Linked DNA regions of Mus musculus: all the other regions are linked to region 2. Evidence: chromatin contacts called from public HiChIP or PLAC-seq and capture Hi-C data. All regions are on one chromosome and are shown on one strand. The core of a region is the stretch at or near the end of the contact, and the rest is flanking DNA. Distances in the headings are between cores, read along the strand shown. Region 1 overlaps Gm31108 (predicted gene, 31108). Region 2 has its middle 3.8 kb from the start of Gm46981. Region 3 overlaps Gm31108 (predicted gene, 31108).

What was found. HiChIP or PLAC-seq counts read pairs in DNA pulled down with a chosen protein or histone mark. Capture Hi-C pulls out chosen DNA fragments and counts their contacts.
Region 1: an H3K27ac HiChIP or PLAC-seq map of embryonic stem cells shows a contact between it and region 2, with 5 read pairs. The contact joins two enhancer-like sites. A contact is called at or near these places in 3 of 115 datasets of contacts at active chromatin or transcription factors (bone marrow-derived macrophages, embryonic stem cells and memory CD8 T cells).
Region 3: a capture Hi-C map of embryonic stem cells shows a contact between it and region 2, with 4 times the contacts expected there. The contact joins two enhancer-like sites. A contact is called at or near these places in 2 of 39 promoter capture datasets (embryonic stem cells and hippocampal neurons), 20 of 484 Hi-C or Micro-C datasets (CD8 T cells, the G1E-ER4 cell line, the P5424 cell line and 4 more), 2 of 115 datasets of contacts at active chromatin or transcription factors (embryonic forebrain and embryonic stem cells) and 1 of 9 other capture datasets (embryonic stem cells).

The regions. Positions count from the first base shown.
Region 1 is chr6:143,142,577-143,145,421 of GRCm38.p6, forward strand. The region is part of intron 5 of Gm31108 (predicted gene, 31108); the gene reads right to left. Among named protein-coding and RNA genes, the nearest start is that of Gm38921, 3.0 kb to the right of the region's middle. Within about 2 kb of position 1,390, at least 35 of the 459 cell types and tissues checked have an H3K27ac peak or open chromatin away from gene starts, as enhancers often do. A contact at or near this core is called in embryonic stem cells, where this site is marked.
Region 2 is chr6:142,778,434-142,781,386 of GRCm38.p6, forward strand. No RefSeq gene overlaps it. Among named protein-coding and RNA genes, the nearest start is that of Gm46981, 3.8 kb to the right of the region's middle. Within about 2 kb of position 1,353, at least 69 of the 459 cell types and tissues checked have an H3K27ac peak or open chromatin away from gene starts, as enhancers often do. A contact at or near this core is called in CD8 T cells, the P5424 cell line and embryonic stem cells, where this site is marked.
Region 3 is chr6:143,114,276-143,117,282 of GRCm38.p6, forward strand. All of the region lies in intron 7 of Gm31108 (predicted gene, 31108), which reads right to left. Among named protein-coding and RNA genes, the nearest start is that of C2cd5, 16 kb to the left of the region's middle. Within about 2 kb of position 1,431, at least 115 of the 459 cell types and tissues checked have an H3K27ac peak or open chromatin away from gene starts, as enhancers often do. A contact at or near this core is called in CD8 T cells, the P5424 cell line and embryonic stem cells, where this site is marked.

The DNA of each region.
Region 1 (2,845 bases), core at 140-2,639, 360 kb after region 2:
AGCTCTGACATAGCATTAGTAGTGACCATGAATTTTCCACCCAGAGAATATTATAATTTAAAAAAATATATCATTTATGGTCAAATCCTTCTTCAAAGGGATTATTAGACCCATTGCTACACTGAATTATTTAAGGAAGTAAGAAATCTACTCAGCCCAGTGTGGTTGCTCGCAAATGTAATCCCAGCAGATGGGAAACTGAGGCAGGGGATCCCCACAGTTCCTGCCAGCCTGGGTTATGGGAGAAGTGTCTAATTTCCTAATGGACCTAGGTTCTTTTGGTCTTATGTTTAAATTCATGAGTCTTAAATATTTCTGGAATATTCTATGTGTTTTCCACCTAGGTAGGTAGTAGTTCGCACAACACTGTCTCTTTTCTTCTGATGAAGGTGACAGTGGAGACTGTGATAGTGAGCGTGTGCAGTCTCCACTTTTCTGTTAGAGGCAGAAGGATCTTGGACTCAAGGTCACCTTCTGCTATACAGTGAGTCTGGGATCAGCCTGGCCTCCATGAGATTCTCTCTCTCTGAATAAAGAGAAAGGAAAATTTAAAGGGCAATAAGTGAGCCGGGCAGTGGTAGCACACACCTTTAGTTCCAGCACTTGGGAGGCAGAGGCAGGTGGATTTCTGAGTTCGAGGCCAGCCTGGTCTACAGAGTGAGTTCCAGGACAGCCAGGGCTACACAGAGAAACCCTGTCTCGAAAAACCAAAAACCAAACCAAAACAACAACAATAAAGGTGATAAGTGAACAGCCAGGGGGGAAATAGTAAGCCTGAAGGAGTCCCAACTTCAAGTCTTCAAGCTCCTGTGTCCTGTGATGCTGAGGTCTGCTGTCTCTGAGAAGCCTCCTGAGAGATCTTTTCGGAATTTTAATGGCTTTGGAGATTAATTTAGAGCCTATCATACCCTAGGCCAGCACTCCACCACGCAGCTACACACAGACCTATTTATGTATTTGCTTATTAAAATAAGCGCGTTAAGTTGCCCAGGTAACCGCAAACGTGATCCTTCTGCCTTAGCGGGAGCTGTCTTGTGCCCGATCTTTGAGGACTAAGGTTTAAATCTAGTTGGTGATTATTCCGTGTGTGTGTCATGTGTGTAAGTGTGTTATATGAACTAGTTGATGATTATTGCTAGTGTGTGTGTGATGTAAGTGTGGTATATGAATGCATGGAGTAGAAGTCTGTTTGTCCGGCGTGTCTGTTGGGTGGAACAGTAAGCAGTTTCCCAGAGCAGTGTCTCCGTGCTTCTCTGAAGCCCAGCGCTGGCCCAGCAATGCCGCAGGATGAGGGCAGCAAACTCCCTGAGTTTCGCCTCCCTGTCGGCTGTGCCCTGAGGTGGGCAGAACGCCGACCAACAGAGGTCAGCAGGCAACTTTGCGAGCTCCTTCCAAGGTGGGGTCTAGGAACCAAAATCACGTGATCCCTGAGCCACCTCAACAGCGCGTCTTCGTGGATTGCTGCGGAGGTTTCACCGTGCGGGGAATGGTCCTGGCTATTATGGAGAGTAACTCAAGTCTCCAACCCTTGCCTTCTCCTGAGACACTGGAGATGGCAGTGAATGTTTCAAGTTTCTGATTAAGGCCTGGGCTTTCTGACAACGATCGATCCCCCATGCTGAGCCTCTAGGCGCCTGCGCAGGAGTGGCCTCATTAAGAACAAGAGACACCTACTCCTAACATTCCCAAATTCTTACGGTTTCATCTCTCTGGCAGGAACAGGGTCAGAGACAAAATGTCCCATCTTATTATAGGTGGAGAAGGGGATATTCTGTTTCACTAAAGAACTTCAGTGAACAGGGAATCGGAGCATCCCACCCAGGCGGCTGAGGCAGAAGGCTTGTTAGGAATTTTTTAGGTCAGCCTGAGCTACAAAGCAAGTCTGAGGTCACCCAGGGCTACAGAAGAAAGGCCTTGCATTAAAAGTAAATAATCAAATACATAAAATAAATGAATTAGCTTAATTAAAAACTTCTGAGCTCATTTAATTTTTAATGGAATTTCAATCTTAAAAAGTGGTTTGCAGAATAATTTGTATCACTTATAAAAGTTTAGAATAACACTATACAGGACTCATGTGTGTAAAACATTTATGCATACACACCGAGTGTAGGGCGGTGGTTTTCTTTAGGAAAGGAGGGGTTAAATGAATTGGGAAGGCTTAAACTCATACTGGCAAAAATCCAGAGGCAAAATGACTAAAGATTCATCATTGTAAGGGCTGGCTTATGTGCATCTGTGGAATTTTATGTGGTTCTTAGTGGTCTTTCATATGCCTTGTTTGCTTCATGTTTAAAATGTTAGAGATGGGGTAGAGAGACCTCAGTGGAGGAGTGCACACTGGTCTTGCAGAGGACCTGAGTGTGATTCCCAGCTGCCACGTGGGATGGCTCACAGCCACCGGTAATTCCAACTCCAGGGTGATCTGACACTTCTGGCCTATATAGGTAGGCACCTGCACACATTCACACACACACACACACACAATTTAAAATAAAAATAATTAAAGATCTTTGCCTGTGTGACTAAGGCTCCCAGTGACTCCTGCTGACCCACGAAGCCTTGGGTACTCACACAGTCTCCTCTGATGTTGACATGGGGCTAGAGTTCATTAATGTATCTAAGGGCACCTGATATTGACAGGACTGCAGTTCCCTGGCATATCAAAGGGCGTCTCTTCAGAGATTGCTTTCTTCTGGTTGCCGGGTGGGGCAGTAACAACCCAAGATTCATGATCAATTGTCCATGACTGTTGCTAAGCTGAGTAGAGCCAACGAAAGCCAAGGGAAACACACGTGTGTCCAGGTCAAACTTTCAGTCTAAAGCTCACCGACTGTGAACCGAG
Region 2 (2,953 bases), core at 103-2,602:
ATAACTGTACAGTGTTTATGCAGTGATGGCTATGTAATAACTGTACAGTGTTTATGCAGTGATGGCTATGTAATAACTACAGTGTTTATACAGTGATGGCTATGTAATAACTGTACAATGTCTAGATAAGGGATGCTAAGCTGAGCTATGGACACAGGATGAGGTTGATGCATATTCATAGGAAAATGAGTCCTGTGGTGGTGTTTAAGGGTGTGTTGGGATTCTTTCTAAACATACATGTTAAGCCTCCAGACAATCACTGGAAAATACTCGCTTATAGAGGCTGAAAAGATGCCGCACTTCCTGCTCTTCAGCAGGTCCCAGTGCATTGCCAGCATCCATGCTGGGTGCCTCGGTGGCTCACTGAGAGCTGGTAAGTCCAGCTCCAGGGGATCTAACACCATCTTCTGACCTCCACAGGCACCTACAGACCAGTGCACGTACACACATGCATGCACTGACACAGATGCACATAACATTTTTAAATTAAAAAAATAAAGTAAATTCAAAGGATATGCAGAGAGCAGAGCACTTGGGGTTCCACCTTACCTCCGGAGTTGCTGAGCCCCTTCCTGGTCCCCAGCAGGGATCTCTTTCCACCCTCCACACCCTCCTCACTGCTGATAGCTGAGCACTAGCTGTGTCCCCTACTTTCTACCTGTCTTAAATATGCCCTCTTTCTTCACAGCTGGTTGCTCCATATTCATGTGTATTTTAAATGACAAAGATCAGAAGAGAAAGCCAATCTGTTTACTGTCACTATCTTGTTCCAAGCTGGTGGGTACCTTAAATTACACATGTCACCTCTTAGCCTGAAGGACACATGCCTCTGCTTGGGGGAGGGGGAGATTGCCTGTAGACAAACCTCTTGTGACTTTGTTCATTCACCCAAGGTGACTCGCTCACTTTTCATACACGTTCAGTGACTGTTTGGCTACCTAGCACTGTTGCCTTATTGCTGCAGACCATAAAATTAACCTCTATATATCTTTTCTTTTAATCCACACAGCTCTATAAAGGAAGTATTTTTCTTCCTCTATTTTATAGATGTGAAAATTGAGCGATAGACAGCTATAACTACCGGGGGTCAGACACTAGGTGGCAGCTCTAGAACATACTAAGGCAGCAGATGGGCGATTGGTAAGGCTTCTTCGGAGATGGCCCCTCAGCCAACACCAAAGCTCTTAAAACAACAATTCACTATAATTAATAATTGTGCAAATATGTGTGCTAGCCCTCCCCTGGCGTGAGAGGTGTAGAACCCGGGGCTTCGGTCTAATAGTCTGCATATTAGGAAAGCCCACTCAGTGGTCTGTGCGCACGGAGTTGCTAGAACCCTGTAGTTGAAGAAGTTGGAATAAATACAACAGGGTAGGACTCAGGCTCAGAAACTGTCCCATGCCCTCGTTCCTCAACACTCTCCCATGACAATCGTCCTCTGGTTCTCAGTCAGCCTCAGACATCGATTGCTACCAGCCCTCTCCTACAGACCCAGACCTGTTCGGAGGTGAGGTTCCCAGTGCTGACTGGCCACGTTAGTATTTCCAAGATGTATAATCCCTGGCCTTCATGACACCCTGACCCCCAAACAAACAAATCACGAGAGCATTCATGTCCATTTAGCAAAAAGCCTGATGCTCTGACAGGTAGAGAGCAAGACAGGAAAGTCGGGACAGGATGTGGCTAAGGAAATGTCACCATGCTGCTATACACGGTGCTTCCCATAATGCACTGGTGTTCTGTCATCATCTTCCTGTCTCTCTGGGGTCTGTTCCTGGAAAGGCACCTCAATTTAATGCAAGGGGATGGCTTTCCCAAACCTCGGCCATTTGCTTCACAGGAAATAGTGAGGCCTTCAAGTTCCCTTTCTTTGATTTGTGCATTTCACATTTGTTATAGCAGAAACCCATGTTCAGACAAAGCTGTGCAGAGTGGAACAGAAGAGAGACCAACGGCTAATGTGAGCACACCATGCCTTGTCTGTCCAGGGGAGTTGCAGGCAGTTCATGCCCAGCCGTAATTAGCCCTTCACTTGATTGGCACCTCTGGAGGCATACTGTGACAAGGCTTGTCACCCTCTGGCCTCAGTTTTCTTTGCGTTCGGAGTTCCCACCGGTCTTTGGAGTCTCAGGGGAAACATCACTGAAGCCTAATGAAGGCTCACAGCTCAGGAGCTGACCATGCCAAACAGGATACAATTGACCTTCATTAGGAACAAAGGAAGAAAGAAACGAGTAATATTAATAGTATCCATTTGCATAATTGCCTGATTGAAACATTTCTGTCTGGGGATGAATAAACTCACTTCTCAGTCTAGCCTATGCTACCTAGCAAGGGTTAGTTGACCACCCTCATTTATTTTAATTAAAATCCCACTTGGGCCAATTACTCAGGAATATACCCTTTCTCCCCAAAGCCTGTCTAATCATTAGAGGGCATTGTCCCACAGCTTGGCTGAATGTCCCCTCAGCGGTCAGTGACACCAATAGATGCTGGTGACAGGCGATTTAAGTAATGGAGAATGACTACAGACCACTGTTTGCTTTTCTCTATGGGAGCAAATTCTATGTAAGTTAATATAAACTGCCGAAATAAAGAGCAAATTTGAAATGAGACAAAATCACGGTTTCATAAATAAATAAATGTATACACACATATTTATCCTGTTATTGAGTGATGCAGGATTTGATCCTATTACGTTCAAAGAGTCTCCTCTTTTATCCCAAAGGTAATGGTGATAACAGCCCCAAGATTACTAAGGGTTTGTAAGCCCTCCTGGCTGACTACCACTAACGCTGAAAACTTGAAACTACTCCTGCATATGTTTCAAAGAAACTGGGGGAGGTGGAGAGAACCCAAAAACCTGCTGATATCCATTTGCCCAAATCTGTTTGTTATAGTTTTGAGATGACAGCCTTCACGCTTTGGGAAAGGAATTATCCAGATTCTCTTT
Region 3 (3,007 bases), core at 181-2,680, 340 kb after region 2:
TATTAAAACTAGCACACTGATTCCCAGAGAACCCAGACTTAGTCCCTAGCACCCATGACACCGGCTTCTGGACTCCAAGGGCAAATGAACTCACTTGAGCACTTGTGCACACACACACACACACACACACACACACACACACACACACACACACACACACACATATCAAAACAAAATCTTTTTGTAAAGAACCAGAAAGAGCAGAAGGAAGGGAAATGTCTCCCCCCCCCCCCATGCACAACCCCAGCTTTCGTGTTCCTACCTTTTACTCTTTAGTCTCCCACTTCCTTGACAGAAGGAAAAGGGACCTTAAAGGACCTAAATCCTAGGGCATAGGGGTATAACTTGAGAACTGGTGTTCAAAAGGGAAGTAGTGTGGTTTGACTTTGAAATGACTGCAGGAGGTTCCCACGTCTAAGCACTTGATCTCCAGCTGGTGGCACTGTATTGAGTCTCTGCAGGAAGTAACTCCTGGAGGCAGGCCTTGAGATGTCACAGCCTGATCCCCACTTCCTTTCATCCCTCCCTCCCCCCTCTCTGAGGGCAGATGCAATACGAGCAGCCAGCCTCCCCCTCCTGCTGTGATGTCTCCCTCAAGTTGGAAAGACAATACACCAAATTAAACCCTTTCCCCCTTAAATGTCTTCTCTCAGACATTCAGACACTGGAAGAAGAAAAGTGAAGAGGGAGGCAGCGAAAGCTAACAAACGCCATCCATCCATCCATCCATCCAACTATCCATCCGTCCATCCACCTGTGTGAGACATTGCTGGATCTCTCTCCTGTGTCCTGGACCATCCACGGGCTCTCTGCTTCCATGCTCAGTGTTCTAATCTGGTTCACGCCTCAAACTCTAACCTCATCTCTCTATCGCTGACAGCCTGGTTCCTTTTTTTCTTGGCAAAGACTTTGACCTGTACATAAACTGCACGAGGCATCTCATACCGGAAACGCTTTACTGCTGTCTGAAGTTCATGCCCTCCAAGTCAGGGCTTTCATCTCCCTGGCCTTGCTGAAGTCACTCCTAGCACAACAGTTCTCTGAACTCAGTAGGGCTCTGTGGCCCTCAGCCCTCTTCAGGAAGCTTATCAGTCACTCTGGCCTTCCCTGCCACGCTGCCTAGACTGTGTCACAAGGACACACCACTTCCGCCACAGCTTGCCATTGCTCCCTTTCCACCTCCGTTCCATTATCACTTTATCTATTTGTGTGTGTGTGTGTGTGTGTGTGTGTGTGTGTGTGTGTGTGTGTGTGTGTGTGTGGTGAGAGCACAACTCAGAGCTCAGAGTACAGTTTTCTCTTTCAAACATGGGTTCAGGGAGTGGACCCAGGCTCTCAGGTTTCTCCGAAAGCCTTTTCTTTCTGAATCATCCTACGGGTTCTCCTGTTGCACATCATCTCTAGCTCTATGGTGACTACCACAAACACAGTGTGTTGGCTTTTTGTCATAGGCTCCGCCCTACAGTTACCTGACCCTGCTTGCCCCTCCCACTCTCATCTCTTCTCTTGCTCTCTTACCCCCTTTCCCCTCAGTCTCTTCTCTTCTCCCTTCCCTCCTCTCCCCTCTCTCCACGTGCTCAGGCCAGCCTCTAATCGTTTTCTCTCTCTGTCTCTCTATCTGTCTGTCTGTCTCTCTCTGTCTCTACTACCCCCTCAACTCCCCTCCCCCTGTCCTAAATAAACTCTATTCTATATTATGCCATAGTGTGGCTGCTACCCCAGGGGGAAGGGATGCCTCAGTGTGGGCAGCAAAGATACCCCTTCCCCCACACCTTATGGGTCCACCACCAAACATATTCTTTTTTCTTTCTTTCTTTCTTTTTCTTTTTCTTTTTTTTTTATTTTCTTTTTTTTTTTTTTTTTTTCTCTGTATAGCCCTGGCTGTCCTGGAACTCACTTTGTAGACCAGGCTGGCCTCCAACTCAGAAATCCACCTGCCTCTGCCTCCCGAGTGCTGGAATTAAAGACGTGCACCACCACAGCCCGGCTTCTTTTTCCTTTTTATAAAACACAGCACAGTGTGTGTTAAACAAGAGGACCCTGTGAAACCAACTTTTGCTTAGAGATCTGGGCACCTTCTCTTCTAATCTACCACATAACCTGGGCTAGAGGTTCCCAAACTATGAGGCACACTAGCGAAATTTACCCTCTACTTATTTTTGTATAATCCACAAGACAAGAATTGTTTTGATATTTTCTTTTGCTGTTGTTTGTTTGAGACCTGGTTTCACTGTGTAGCCCTGGCTGTCCTGGAGCTCACTGTGTAAAACAGAACCCACAGAGATCCTCTGTTTCTGCCTCCTGAGTGCTGGGATTAAAGGTGTGCACTCTCGTGCCTTGCAGTTTTGATGTTTCTCAAACAATAAAAGGAAAAGATATTTTGTGAAAAATGAAAATTACATTGAATTTCGATTCCGCCAGCAATAAGTAAAGTCTGACGTAGCTGTGCCGTAGAAGCCCCCACTGGTGGAGGTGATCTACGGCTGATCTCACATCAGAAAAACAGCTGAACAACTGTGGTAGTGACTGTGCCTGGACACCCAATCACATTCTGCCTGCCACACACAGCTAAGAAGAGCCATGAACGCAGCCCAACACTAACTCACTTAGAACACTGAATTTTTTGCCTGTTTTTCTTGTAGCTCCACCGTTTTAGAACATAAATTGTGTGAAAGGCATTGTGTTTCCATGACAAAAAGCTGACCGAGCTGCAAAGCTTGCAAGTCTTCAAACTCTCAGCTGGAAACAATCAAACAAGCAAGGGTTCCCAACTCACCGGAGGCCAGGGCCAGAGGATCCCAGGGAGTTTGAGGTGAGCCTTGGTCATTGCACTGGGCCTGACCAGATGACCCGGAGAATCTCACCCACTCCTTACCCCTAACCTGCTTGCCTCGGGGCTAACACCTCTAAGCCCAGCAGGAAGCTCATCATGGATTCAGCGTCAGCCTGGACTGTATTCTAGGTCATTATGAAGCTTTCTCACACAACAAAACCAGCTCCTAACCTA